Linked DNA regions of Mus musculus: all the other regions are linked to region 3. A link is a contact called in public promoter capture Hi-C data. All regions are on one chromosome and are shown on one strand. The core of a region is the stretch at or near the end of the contact, and the rest is flanking DNA. Distances in the headings are between cores, read along the strand shown.

Region 1 (3,810 bases), core at 895-3,394, 3.5 Mb after region 3:
AATGTCATCATGGTTTTATTTATCTGTTGCTTCCTTCTTGACATAGGAGGCATTACTGCAATCATAGCATCATGACGCCTAACAGATGATCCTGCCTTTGCTGATGGGTTAGTCTATGCTTATTTTGAAGTTTGAAAGCCTTGGGAGGTAGGGATGGAGGGAGAGAGGGAGAGAGAGAGAAGAGAGAGGGTCTGGAAGAGAGGGAGAGAGGAGAGAGAGAGAGAGAGATTGAGATTGAAGCTTCTGAAATTTGGCTACTTTGTCATTTGTCTTTCAAACTGAGTTTTTGGGCTTTGGTTTCAACCAAATATTTGCTCAATTGATCAGTTTTGATGATCATAAAAGATGATCCCATACTTAGGTGTGAGAAAATGAAAACTAACCTAATACCCAGCCCCAAAGCCCAAATTAGCACTGCAGTACATTCCTTTGTTTGTTTTTACATGATTGCAAAATTCAAAGCTTTAGTAACTTGTCCCCAATCTTTCTAATTAAAAAGACAGAAGAAATTATCTTTAAAAAAAACTGACAAGAAAAAGACTGACAAAGCAAAGATACTTCAATTTGCCTGCTTATATCATATTTTCTGTTTACAAGCACCTCAGCAATGTTTCCTTAGACTAAAGTGACATTAGACTGCCTAACCAGGAGAATTCTCAGGCAAATGTACAGACATTCTGACACACGTTTTTAAACCACTCACAGGCAGATACCTATAAGTCATTTTAAGTTCCACCTAAGTCTGGCAGAGTCTTCAAGAACTCTGTAAGATTCAAACCACGGTAAAAACTGATGTACCAGAATTCTCTAAAGAAGCTCAATAGGGCATCATTAACAGGTTGCCAATGACGCTTTTGTAGAAATCTGGACTTGAGACATACATACATAATATGCTACACTTTTGTTTTTAATTACCCCTCTTCCACAAAACCTTTAGAAAGGATGCTTCTTGGCACTACCTAACACCCAGGCAAATTCAGGACAGATTTAACCATGCAAGACCATCAAACACTACCTAAAACAGAAAGCCCAAATCGCACAGCCGCCCTACCCTCAGATCTAAACCCTCACTCAACAGTCAGGTATTCCAGACAACATGCTCAAGTCTGGTATCGCTCCTCTCCTCTCCTCCGGAGATCAGAGCTCCGGCGACACCAGCGCGTCCCCAAAGGTATCCTGGGGCAAAGAAAAGAAAACTGCAGAACAAGCCCACTGTGTCTCCAACTAGGCAACTGCCCCGATCAAGCGTCCAACGAAGAAGCACTGAGTTAAATCTCATCGAGAAAGAGAGAGAGACCAGATCGAGACCGTCAGATACCGAAAGCCACAAGCAGTGCCATGGGGTGGCTCCTGAAACCGGGTCTGGCACCCCTGGAGACCCAGAGACCGCTGAGCCGCGCCCACACGGCAAAATCACCCTCCTTGTCGCCCCGAAAAAGAATGGGGACCATCACGCACAGTTACCGCCCCCCTCTGGGCGAAGCAGAAACCCCAATACAAATGTTGGTCTCCCCATGCACGCTTCCCGCCCCCACCCACACCCACCCAGTCCGTTCCTTCCCGGGAGGGACACGGGCATCGTCTTATCACCCCATGGCGACCTTAAACAAACCCAAGTCTCTGGAACCCTGACATCCTCCTGCTTTACCCCAGGAATGCCAAGCGGACCCCTCTCCGCTCATAGGTCTCCCCGTGCCCTCCGGACAAGGCTAAACTGTATCCCAAGCCCCTCAACTGCACGGGATCGCCAGAAATGGTCTCCAAGTCCCAGAACCGCGCTATGCCAGCACCCGGGCTCTCAGGCAGGACACAGGACGCGCTCCCGCGACCCTAGAGACCCGGGACCGCCTGGGCAGCCACCCACCCCCACTCCAAAGCCAAAGAAGCCCCGAGACCCCAGCCCCCGCCGCGTCACCCAAGATCCCCGCACTCGGAACGCCGCGCATCCCCGGGAGCCGCCCCCGTCGCGAGCCCACTTGCCACGGCCGCCCCTCAGCCACGACACGACGAGCTCCCTCACCTGAGGCGCGTCGGCGGACGAGCGGCCCCCAGAGCCCTGAGGAAAACTGAAGCGAGCGGCAGAGACACGGCGGCCCAGGCCTGCGCTGCCGCAGCTCCAGCCTCTCGGCGAGGAAGCGCTCGTGTGAGGAGAGCCCGCCCGCTCGGCGCGCTACTGGGGAGCCGAGCCGCCGCCGTGCCCGCGGCTCTTCCCGCGAGATCCCAGCCACGGTAAGGGGCGAGGCCATGCCGGGGAGGAGAGGGCGGGACGGAGGCTCTTCGAATGGCAGCTCCGTCAGCCTGTTAGATTCGGTGTAGAAGGCGGGGTCACCAAGAGGAGGGGCCATATTAAGGGGAGGAGCTATGATGAGGGGGCGGAGAGTCCTCGAATGACAGTTCCAAAAAACCAATCAACGGTGGCAGCGCAGAAGGCGGGACTCGCATTCTCCTGTGACCAATTGCAAAAGAGTAGAGCTAATTCTCCCCGCCTATCATCAATAAATTGCGGGCGAAGGTGTTGCTGACCCGATGTCAGTTTGCTACCTGGGCAGTTGCAGAGGTACTTTAGATGACGTGGTTTGGGCAAAGTTTGGTCCTCTTCGGCCGCCGTAGAGACACTTAGCGGAGAAGCTGAACTAAATAGTGCTTAAACCGAAGAGCTGTCCGTGCGTTTTCACTGCTCTCTGAAGTGAACAGGGAGGTCCCATCTGCCAGCCTGAAGACTTACAGCCTCACTTTACTCACTTCGGTCTCCTCCTTTAGTGTAGCTTTCTCCCATTTCGGACTCTCTTCCGTTTTTATTTCAAACGGCGATGATATCGTCACGGGTGCTTTAAGCTCCAACCCAGTTTATCTGGTCCAACAAAGGACCTTTCTAATTCATTTGTGCGTTCTACTTAAAGTCTTCCACAAAGATGAAGAACGAAATCTCAAACGAGTGCTAACCTAACAAACCCGAGAACTTGTATCTTTACAGACCATAGGGCCCAGTAATGTTTAGCACAGGTAGGGTATAGAGCATTCAATAAATCTAAAAGGAAGGAATGGAAACTGTGGTGCTTATCTGTACTGGCTTCAGAAACTGGGCTTTCCTAGCCTTTCCCATTCCCCCCTCACATTTAAGTCCCTTCACTCATTATTATGCCTGCCCTGTAGCTTTCCTTCATCTTCCCCTAGTCTCCCTTGCCCAACACAAAAAGTAGCCTTACTCTTTCTCAAGGTTAACTCCTGCCCTTGTGCACTGGACCTCAGCCAGGCCCAGACTCAGTCAGCTCCCCCACCCCCACCCCCACCCCCATTATCAATTTTTTAGCCCCTTTATCCCCAGAACACACTCATTATCCCCTGTTATTTGAACAGAACACAACTACCCTGCCGGTTCTATCCACTCGAGCTGCCCTGTCCTGAGAATCCCACGTCTTGAGAAAATTAAAGTGTATTGTGGTCCCCACCTTCTCATCCCTTATTTCCCTGCTACAATACTGCGTTTGCCCACACAATCTGCTGCTCTCCCAACAGTTTCAAAAGACCTCTCTCCTACTAGACAAATGGTCTCTTTGGTGGGACTTTTTCCCCAATGGCTTCTCGGAGGTTCATTGACAACGCTCAGGATGTCTTCCTTTAGCACCTGCCTAACTGTGTTCTTTTCATTCTTTAGCTACTTTTTTTTTAAAGTCCCCTCTCCTAGTTTGAAAATGGTTGAATATTGATGACTCCTTATCTTATTGCACACCTTGTGCATAATAAGAAAAATGTCCACACACCACTGCACACTCTGAGAGCCACAAATTGGTTCAGACAAAAGCTGTTAGA
Region 2 (3,956 bases), core at 570-3,069, 3.8 Mb after region 3:
TTCTTCAAAATTTGTAAAAGGAAGATGCTCCAAAATGAAGTGATGTCTAACACTTTCAGTTTTCTATTCTAATTAGTCTCTAACACTTTGGTTTCTCTTCATATGAAACTTCCACCTCTTCACAATTCTGTTTTCTTCTGTCCCTGTCACTTGAGCTCTTGGCTTCTTAGCAGAGGAGGTAGAATGGACACCTCCTTGCTCCGATGTGTTTTGAGAGTTATTCCTTGGAAAGGACTCTCTCACAACACTGCTGATAGCAGGTCCTCAACTTCAGTGTTTAAGAAGCAAGCGAGCATTTACCATCCAAAAGAACAAGAACTTCAAGACTTCTGCTATAACAGATTTTGTACACTACACCTTCTTAAAATATTTGTAATGAAAAACTATTATTGCTTTAAAAACCTTATCCAGAAACATGAGCTGATACATTGGCAAAGAGATAATTTGGAGTTCTTTGTGTTTTTAAAAGGAAACAATACAATTGAAACATTCCAGATATACAGCCTTTGTAAAAATTAACAAAAATCTAAGGATAAGAAATGTCAAATGAACAACGTAAAGAAATTACATATTTACCCAGACGAAATGGTTTTATTTTGTACTTCCAGCTACTTAGAATAAACATTTATCAGCTTTCAAATCCATTTGTTTGATCTAAAAGAACTAACTAAATAAAATACTTAGTTCTAATGTCTCAAAAAAAGAATTACTTTGGGGGTGTTTGCAGAAGCGTGTAGATGAAGACACATAGGAAAAGACACTATGATAAAGTTGTGTGAATAAAATTAAACATGTATCCCGTAATTTGTTCACAGCCGGACATCCACATAGTACCATGAGGTCCGAGGGCTGCCCATAGGAAGCTGGTAACCCAATGGGAACCAGGGCTGTAAAGGTTTCTTAAAAAACGTAACGTGGTCGAACAAAAACAAAACCCAAAGCAACTGTAAGACCTGGCGTAAGTGCCCCCAGTTAGCGACTCTTTGGCAATGCAGATCCAACCAAACGATTAGAATGAAACGTGCAACGCTCTCTCTCAAAAAATCCTATAAAGCCCGTCAATTATGTTCGGCTCTGAGAATCGGCAGTTCCCAGCACCTTCCTTTTCCACTTTTTAATATTTTATACAGTTCTCCATCTGCGGCCTTTCCATTCATTAATTGCCCTATACAAGATCCCCCCGATGACTCTCGGGGAATTGCTTCTTTTAAGACAGGGCATCAGATTGCCAAGCCTCTGGGGTCGAGATCGCGCCCTCGCTCCTTTGGATGTGGGAGCGTCATGCACTTAAGACTTGATTATTTAATTGCGGAGATGGGAGCAGACCGGTCGGAGGGGTTGTGCCAAGTGGGCATCCCGGGGTGTGTGTGTGTGTGGTGGGATTTGTCCTTCGTGCGCTCCAAAAATGCGCGCCCTCCTTGGGCCTGCCTTGTGCCCGCGCGCCCCAGGCCTCGTCCGCCCGCCCAGCACCCAGAGGATGCCCCCGCAAGGACCCCGCCCCTCCCGTGTCCACGCACCTGCGGCCCCGCCCCCGGCCACGAACCTTCAGGTCCACGCACCTGCCCTGCCTTCCCTCCCGCCCCCAGCGCGCAACCACCAAGGTGCAGCCGCGCTCCTCTTCGGCGGCCCCGGTATCTAAAGGGGTCCGTCTCCGGCACCACAGCCAAATGGCTGAGCCTCCCTGGCCCGCTGCGCAGGATGCCCATTGGACCCTGCCCCCCGCCGCCACCACCACTATTGGCTGGCGTCCGAAGCCTCGCCATTTGATTGGCTCTTGTTGCCGCCGCTCCACGCAAGGAGCCGCAGGTCCCGCCTCTACGGCGATCAGGTTAGTGTGCGCCGCGGGTGCTGGGGGCTCGAGAACCGAGCGGAGCTGGTTGAGCCTTCAAAGTCCTAAAACGCGCGGCCGTGGGTTCGGGGTTTATTGATTGAATTCCGCTGGCGCAGGATCCTCTGCAGAAAGAGAGAGCGCGAGAGATGGAGATGGACAAACGGATTTATTTAGAGCTGCGGAACAGGACGCCCTCTGATGTGAGCATTTGCCAAAAATATCTCTGTCGGTCCATTCTCCTACTTTGTGTTATGTGTGCGTGTGTGTTTTGGGGGGAAGGCACTTTTTTATGGAGGGGGGCTCCGGGGAAGGTGTGGGGTTTGGGGTCTGACTGCAAATGAATTGCAAGGTTGGATGGCGGGGGTGGGGGGGGTTGCAATGCCACCGGAGCATGTTTCGTCCGCCGTCGCTGCTGCCCTTGGTGTGTGACTGACTACCTGTGCGTGTGCTCCCGCGTGTGCGGGTATGGGTGCGAGGGTGTGCGTGCGAGTGTGCACCCAGCGGGGGGCCGGCGGGGCGCACGCGTTCGGGTCGGAGGGAAGGCGGCAATTTCACCCTCGTCCGAGCTCTCAGCTCCCACGACTTGCATCTGGATGGAAAAGATGATCGAGGGGAGGAGAAGATGGGCTGCCTCCTGGATTAAACAACAAAAAGGGGTTGTTATATTTTAGAAGCGTAACCCCCTTTCCGCCCCCTCCCGCGCCTGCCCCCTCCCTTTGCAGTCTCTTTCGCTCGCTCGCACACAATAAGTTTTGGGCTTCGCGAGTCCGGTATAGTTTCTGATCAATGTAGCCCGAGGACCCCGGGGAGAGCGCGTGGGGACCCGACTGCTGCGGAGTTGGGAGATGGCTCGAGTTTAAAGCGCGTCTTCGTTTCTCTGCGGGGATGAGGCGAGAGGTGGGGAGCCATATTTGTAACTTTGTCGTGTTCGTGAACGCGCCCTTTCTCTCCCTCCCTCCCTTTCTCTGTCTGCCTTCCTTCTCCTTTCTCTCTCACTCTTTCCACCCCACCTTTGGGCCAGATGCTGTCTTTTCTCCCTTCTTCCTCGCGGAAAGGGAGGGGGGGTACCTTAGGTTAAGGGGGAGGGATTGTGAAGTGTGCAAATGCTCAGATAATCCTCGCGCCTCCCCAACCACGAGCGTCGCTAATGTAAGTTGCCCGGAGGCTGCGTCCCGTTCTGGCCCCCGGCTCCCTCCCCAGATGCCAGCCTTGGCACCCTGACGCCTCATCGGCAGCAGACACCCCACCTTCCCGGTCCTTGCTTCTCCTGGGGTGGGCTCCCTGGCAGCCATTCGGCGCTTGGTTAATAAATGGGCACGAGAAACTTTATCAGAACCCGAGCTGCCCAGAGCTAGTGCCGCTGTGGGGACCGACCCAGTCTACATTCTTGCGGGCACGGCAGGCACGCAGCTCTGGGATGGGCAGTTCGTCTGGCCGTAGCCGTTATGGATTGGGCAGCGGCGGGAGTATGGCAGGAGGAAACTTACACCGGTGGGAACAGGGAGGCTGGGCGCGAGCCCACTGCAAGGGGAAGTGAGGGTTGGTGGGTGACTCGAAAGCTACTGTTTATTTTTGTCTCCCTCTCGCTTTCACGCACTCGTGTTGTCTGCGAGTTGACCCATTCGAGAGACCTTAGGGTCTGCGGTGGAAACCCTAGCCAACTTCCCCTCTAGGCTCGGTAGTAGGGAGCAGGAGCTCGCGGGCGGGAAAGATCTCGGGTCTAGCCTGAGGGTCTGGGGCTCGGGCGAGTTGGGGGCTCGCGTAGCACGTTGTGCTGACCTGTCGCCCCTCCAGCCACTTGACCCCTCGAATCCTGACAAAGGCAGGCCTCATTTCCTCTTTTCTCCTAATTCCTCCTTCTAAACCTGAGTAAGACTTTTGAAAACAAGCTCCTTTCTGCCGACCGCCCATCCTCACGCAGCTGTGCACTGGAGACGTGCTACAGCCTTATGGCGCGCAGGGCGGAAGGAGGGGGCACCCCTAGCACCAGGACTTGCCGCGGGGGCTGCCTGGTTCGCCCGGTGGCGTCCCGACCCAGCCAGGGTGCCCGATCCCGGGGGGTGGAAGGGACTGGGTGTGGTGCTGGGGGGAGGGGGCCGAACGCGACTTCCCGCGTACTTTCCCG
Region 3 (3,748 bases), core at 523-3,022:
GCAGATAGTTGTCTAGTTCCTGGGAAAGCTGGAGAGTTCTGGAGAGTTTGTGATGGTTTCTTTCTTTCTTCCTTCCTTTCTTTCTTTCTTTTTTTTTTTTTTTCGGTTTTTTGAGACAGGGTTTCTCTGTTTAGCCCTGGCTGTCCTGGAACTCACTTTGTAGACCAGGTTGGCCTCGAACTCAGAAATCCAACTGCCTCTGCCTCCTCCTTTTTTTTTTTTTTTTTTTTTTTTTTAAGATTTATTTATTTATTATATGTAAGTACACTGTAGCTGTCTTCAAACACTCCAGAAGAGGGCGCCAGATCTCGTTATGGATGGTTGTGAGCCACCATGTGGTTGCTGGGATTTGAACTCCAGACCTTCGGAAGAGCAGTCGGGTGCTCTTACCCACTGAAGCCATCTCACCAGCCCCCCTCTGCCTCCTCTTTACTCCAGATTCTCTAACCCTTTGAATATAGTCAGGTCAGCAGGCCAGTTTACCCTTTCTCACTTGTAAGCCACAGAGACACCCGAGGATGTCTGTTGTGACTCATAGATGAGCTAAGCCACAGAAAACACTCCTTTGCTAACCACAAGTGCTGAGGGTGGTTCAGGGAAAACAAACAAGCCAACTCCCCCAAATCTGTGTTTGTGTTCGAGAGCCTGTGTGCCCGCACTGGGAGGCCAGAAGTTGCCTTCGGGTATCTCCCTTAACTATTCTTTTTCTTTCTTTCTTTCTTTCTTTTTTTTTTTTTTTTGGAGAATACTCAGTTTTTGAGGTAGGGTCCCTCACTGAGCCTAGACCTCATCGATCGGCTAGGCAGACTAGTTAGCAAACCAGAGAGCTCTTCTCTTCTCCAGACTCAGATTACAGCGTTGGCTCTGGTGGCCATCCTTTTCTGTTTTATGCTGGGGAAACTCAGGTCTTCACGTTTGTGTATCAAGCATTTTTAAGGACTATGACATCTCCCCAGTACTCTCTCACCGCAAAAGAAGGCATTTCTCAACTTTCTATGCAACATGGCTAAACTCCTTTTTGATTGCCCCTTTCCTGTGGGTCATCTCTGATACACCAGGCTGAACAGTGAACTGAGTGGAAACTATTTTCTTACGGGTTTCCTCTACCAAAGGTTCTGCCTATTACTGGACACACTGTGACTTCCTTGTAGAATTGGATCTGTAGCCCTGCACAGGCTAGCTCTTCAGGCCCTCAGAGCTTGTGAAGCTAAAATAAGGCCAAAGAGGGGTGGGGAGGGCACAGGTAGGGAGGAAAAGGAGGACACTTGAAGGCTGAGGGAACAGATGTCCGTGCAAGGAAGCACAGCGATCGTTAACACTGCCTGGAAGGGAAAAAAAAATCCACGAGGCAGAGAGGTTGTGGCCAGATACCTCTAGGGGTCTCTGGTCAAAGTCCAGAAGGAAAAGCAGGGTTTTGATAAGGGGTACTAATAGGAAGCTCAAAAGCAGGGTCTAGGGTATCCATTTCTGAAGCTTCGAGCAGTAACGCATGAAAGGCAGGATGGGTGGGGGGAGCATTGTTTTCTCAATGCTTCCTCTAATTTCTGAGCGCTAGGATCCCATAGAAGTGAGAACTGTACTCCGCCGTCTTCCCCCGTGGGAGAAGGAGCGGGTGGAGTCCCCGCCTCGCCCCGTCACGTGGCCAAAAGCGCCCTTCGCACGTGACCGCCCTTGTGCTTGGCCAATCAGCCTCTGCAGGGGCGGGGACTTGGGGAGGGGGGGGAAGAGGGCCTCTTCTCGCGAGCCTTGCCGCCGGTGCTCCTGGCCCGCCCACGGCCGCCAGCGGAGGTCTCGCGAGGCTTGGACGCTGCGGCGGTAGGAGGAGGACAGGGAAGGACGGAGCTCGGCCGCGGCTGCCTCCCTCGTTCACTCCCTCGCGCGCGCGCTCGCCCGCCCCCTCCCTCCCTCCCCTCCCTTTCCCCGGCCCCGGCCCCGGCCCATTCGCTGCGCGCTCTCCGGCTAGGGAGGATGTCGGGCTCGTCGCTCCCCGGCGCCCTGGCCCTCTCGCTCTTGCTGGTCTCTGGCTCGCTCCTTCCAGGGCCAGGCGCTGCTCAGAACGGTAAGCCGAGGGGCCGGGGGCGGGTCGGGCGGGGGCGCCCGGCTCTGGCAACCAGAGGGGCCGGGCCCAGGCCTGAGGGGGATGCCGGAGCCGGCAGCGGGCGACCCGGCTGAGGCGAGGAGGTGCTTCGCGGAGAGGTGGAGGCGTCGCTTTGGTGCGAGCCCGGGGCTCTGTAGACAGGTCCGCGGCGTAGGGCTCATCGCGCACCGGGAGCTGGAGTAGCGGGGGCGGCTCTGGAGAAAGCGGCGGGAGACAGGCGTTCGAGTTCGAGCTGGCGGAGGGGTGGTGTCGGCGAGAGAACCGGGCTCCGCGGGCGCTGACACCCGGGATTCTACTGGGGCCCTGGAACCCGGGTGACATTCTGCAAAATGGGAGGAGGGGGGAAGCTGGGGTCAAAAGGATCCCGTAGAATACCTAGAGGCAGCAGACTGCTTGAGTCTCTCAAGGAGAGGGGTTAGTGAGCGATTCGGGAAACCTTGGATTTGGGGGTAGAGGGAAGGTGGGTGGAAAGATGGAGTGGGTTGACTGCAGTAGGGGGACCTGGAGAAGAGAAGCAGCAGTGTCTCCAAACGAGCTGGGGGAAGAGGATTGGGTTTTGCCAAGGAGGGTGGAGTGCTGGGCATTCTAGGGTAGCGGTTGGGAAAGCAAAAGGGAGTTTCTAAATAAGGAGAGGAAAATGAGCAGAGGATGCGGGGAAAGCTTTAAAACCGAGGTAGAAGAAATATCAGGGAAGTAAAGGGTGCCTGGGTATAGTGGTGGGAGTGGGGGAAGACGGAAAAATAAGGGAAGAGAGTAAAATGCAGGAAGTCGGGGGTGTAATGTTGCTTTGTAGCGCGGCGGATACATTAGGGAGGGGACGAGTTGTGGCAAATGCTTTATGATGCTAGTTCGGCCTTTGGGGAGGGCTGGGACACAGCCACATCTGCAGTGGTGGGATTGAGGGCAATGAGAGATGGTGGCAGGGGAGATGGAGGAAGTGGGCTTTTAGAACTGAAAGTTTCAAGATTGCAAAGATGTTATTTCTGAGGAATATGAATGTGGTCTCTGGGTTGGGTTTAAGGTACAGTGGAAGTGAGAATTGGGTTGCGAACTGAAGCTCTTTAGAGAAGATGGTGAAAGATAATAGGCTTGGGGAGCTAAACATGACAGATTCTGTTGGAATTGTCACAGTCCGTTGTTGAACCGCACATTCAGATACAAACCTAAAGGGATAATGAACCTAATTCAGCTATTGTGGAAACAACTATTAGGAGGTTTAAAGATTTCTATTTTAAACATGAAAAAAATTAATGAGAAGTTGGTTAGGGATAGGGAGCCATACATTAGTCATTAGTTTTAATCTCTGAATTTCTTCGTTGTTATGCTAAAACAATTTGAAGTGGCTTTCATTAAAACAAAAATCAGTCAGAGCCAGTGGAGTTGAGTATTTTGAAGACAAACTGAGCTTAAAATGCTAGCGGATACAGTAATAATGTATCACATTTAGTATTGGAAAAAAAGTCACTTTATCAAATATTCCCTTTACAAGGGAATTTTATGCCCCATGGCTTTATTACTTCATGAGCCAGAAAGGAAACATTTGTTTCTTACATTGAATATCCTAAGGATATGGACACTTCCACCCCCTTTTCCTTCAAGTATGAAGCTGTAGAAGGGAAAGGGTAAAGTTAGCCTGATTTGCTCCCTCTA

The links. Promoter capture Hi-C pulls out the DNA fragments that hold promoters and counts their contacts.
Region 1: a contact with region 3 is called in a promoter capture Hi-C map of erythroid cells, with 15 times the contacts expected there. The contact joins the promoter of Glce here to the promoter of Nptn in region 3. A contact is called at or near these places in 1 of 39 promoter capture datasets (erythroid cells) and 1 of 484 Hi-C or Micro-C datasets (CD8 T cells).
Region 2: a promoter capture Hi-C map of pre-B cells shows a contact between it and region 3, with 3 times the contacts expected there. The contact joins the promoter of Anp32a here to the promoter of Nptn in region 3. A contact is called at or near these places in 2 of 39 promoter capture datasets (erythroid cells and pre-B cells).

What each region holds. Positions count from the first base shown.
Region 1 is chr9:62,120,465-62,124,274 of GRCm38.p6, forward strand. It overlaps Glce (glucuronyl C5-epimerase), which reads right to left and starts at 2,145. Exons shown (of 5, transcript NM_033320.5): 1 at 2,021-2,145. It overlaps Mir5133 (microRNA 5133), which reads right to left and starts at 2,130; the gene lies at 2,054-2,130.
Region 2 is chr9:62,339,524-62,343,479 of GRCm38.p6, forward strand. It overlaps Anp32a (acidic (leucine-rich) nuclear phosphoprotein 32 family, member A), which reads left to right and starts at 1,820. Exons shown (of 7, transcript NM_009672.3): 1 at 1,820-2,031. The coding sequence starts at 1,978. Gm20346 (predicted gene, 20346) reads right to left here. Exons shown (of 2, transcript NM_001378702.1): 2 at 1,979-2,465. The coding sequence ends at 2,401.
Region 3 is chr9:58,580,468-58,584,215 of GRCm38.p6, forward strand. Nptn (neuroplastin) reads left to right here and starts at 1,773. Exons shown (of 9, transcript NM_001357751.1): 1 at 1,773-2,059. The coding sequence starts at 1,969.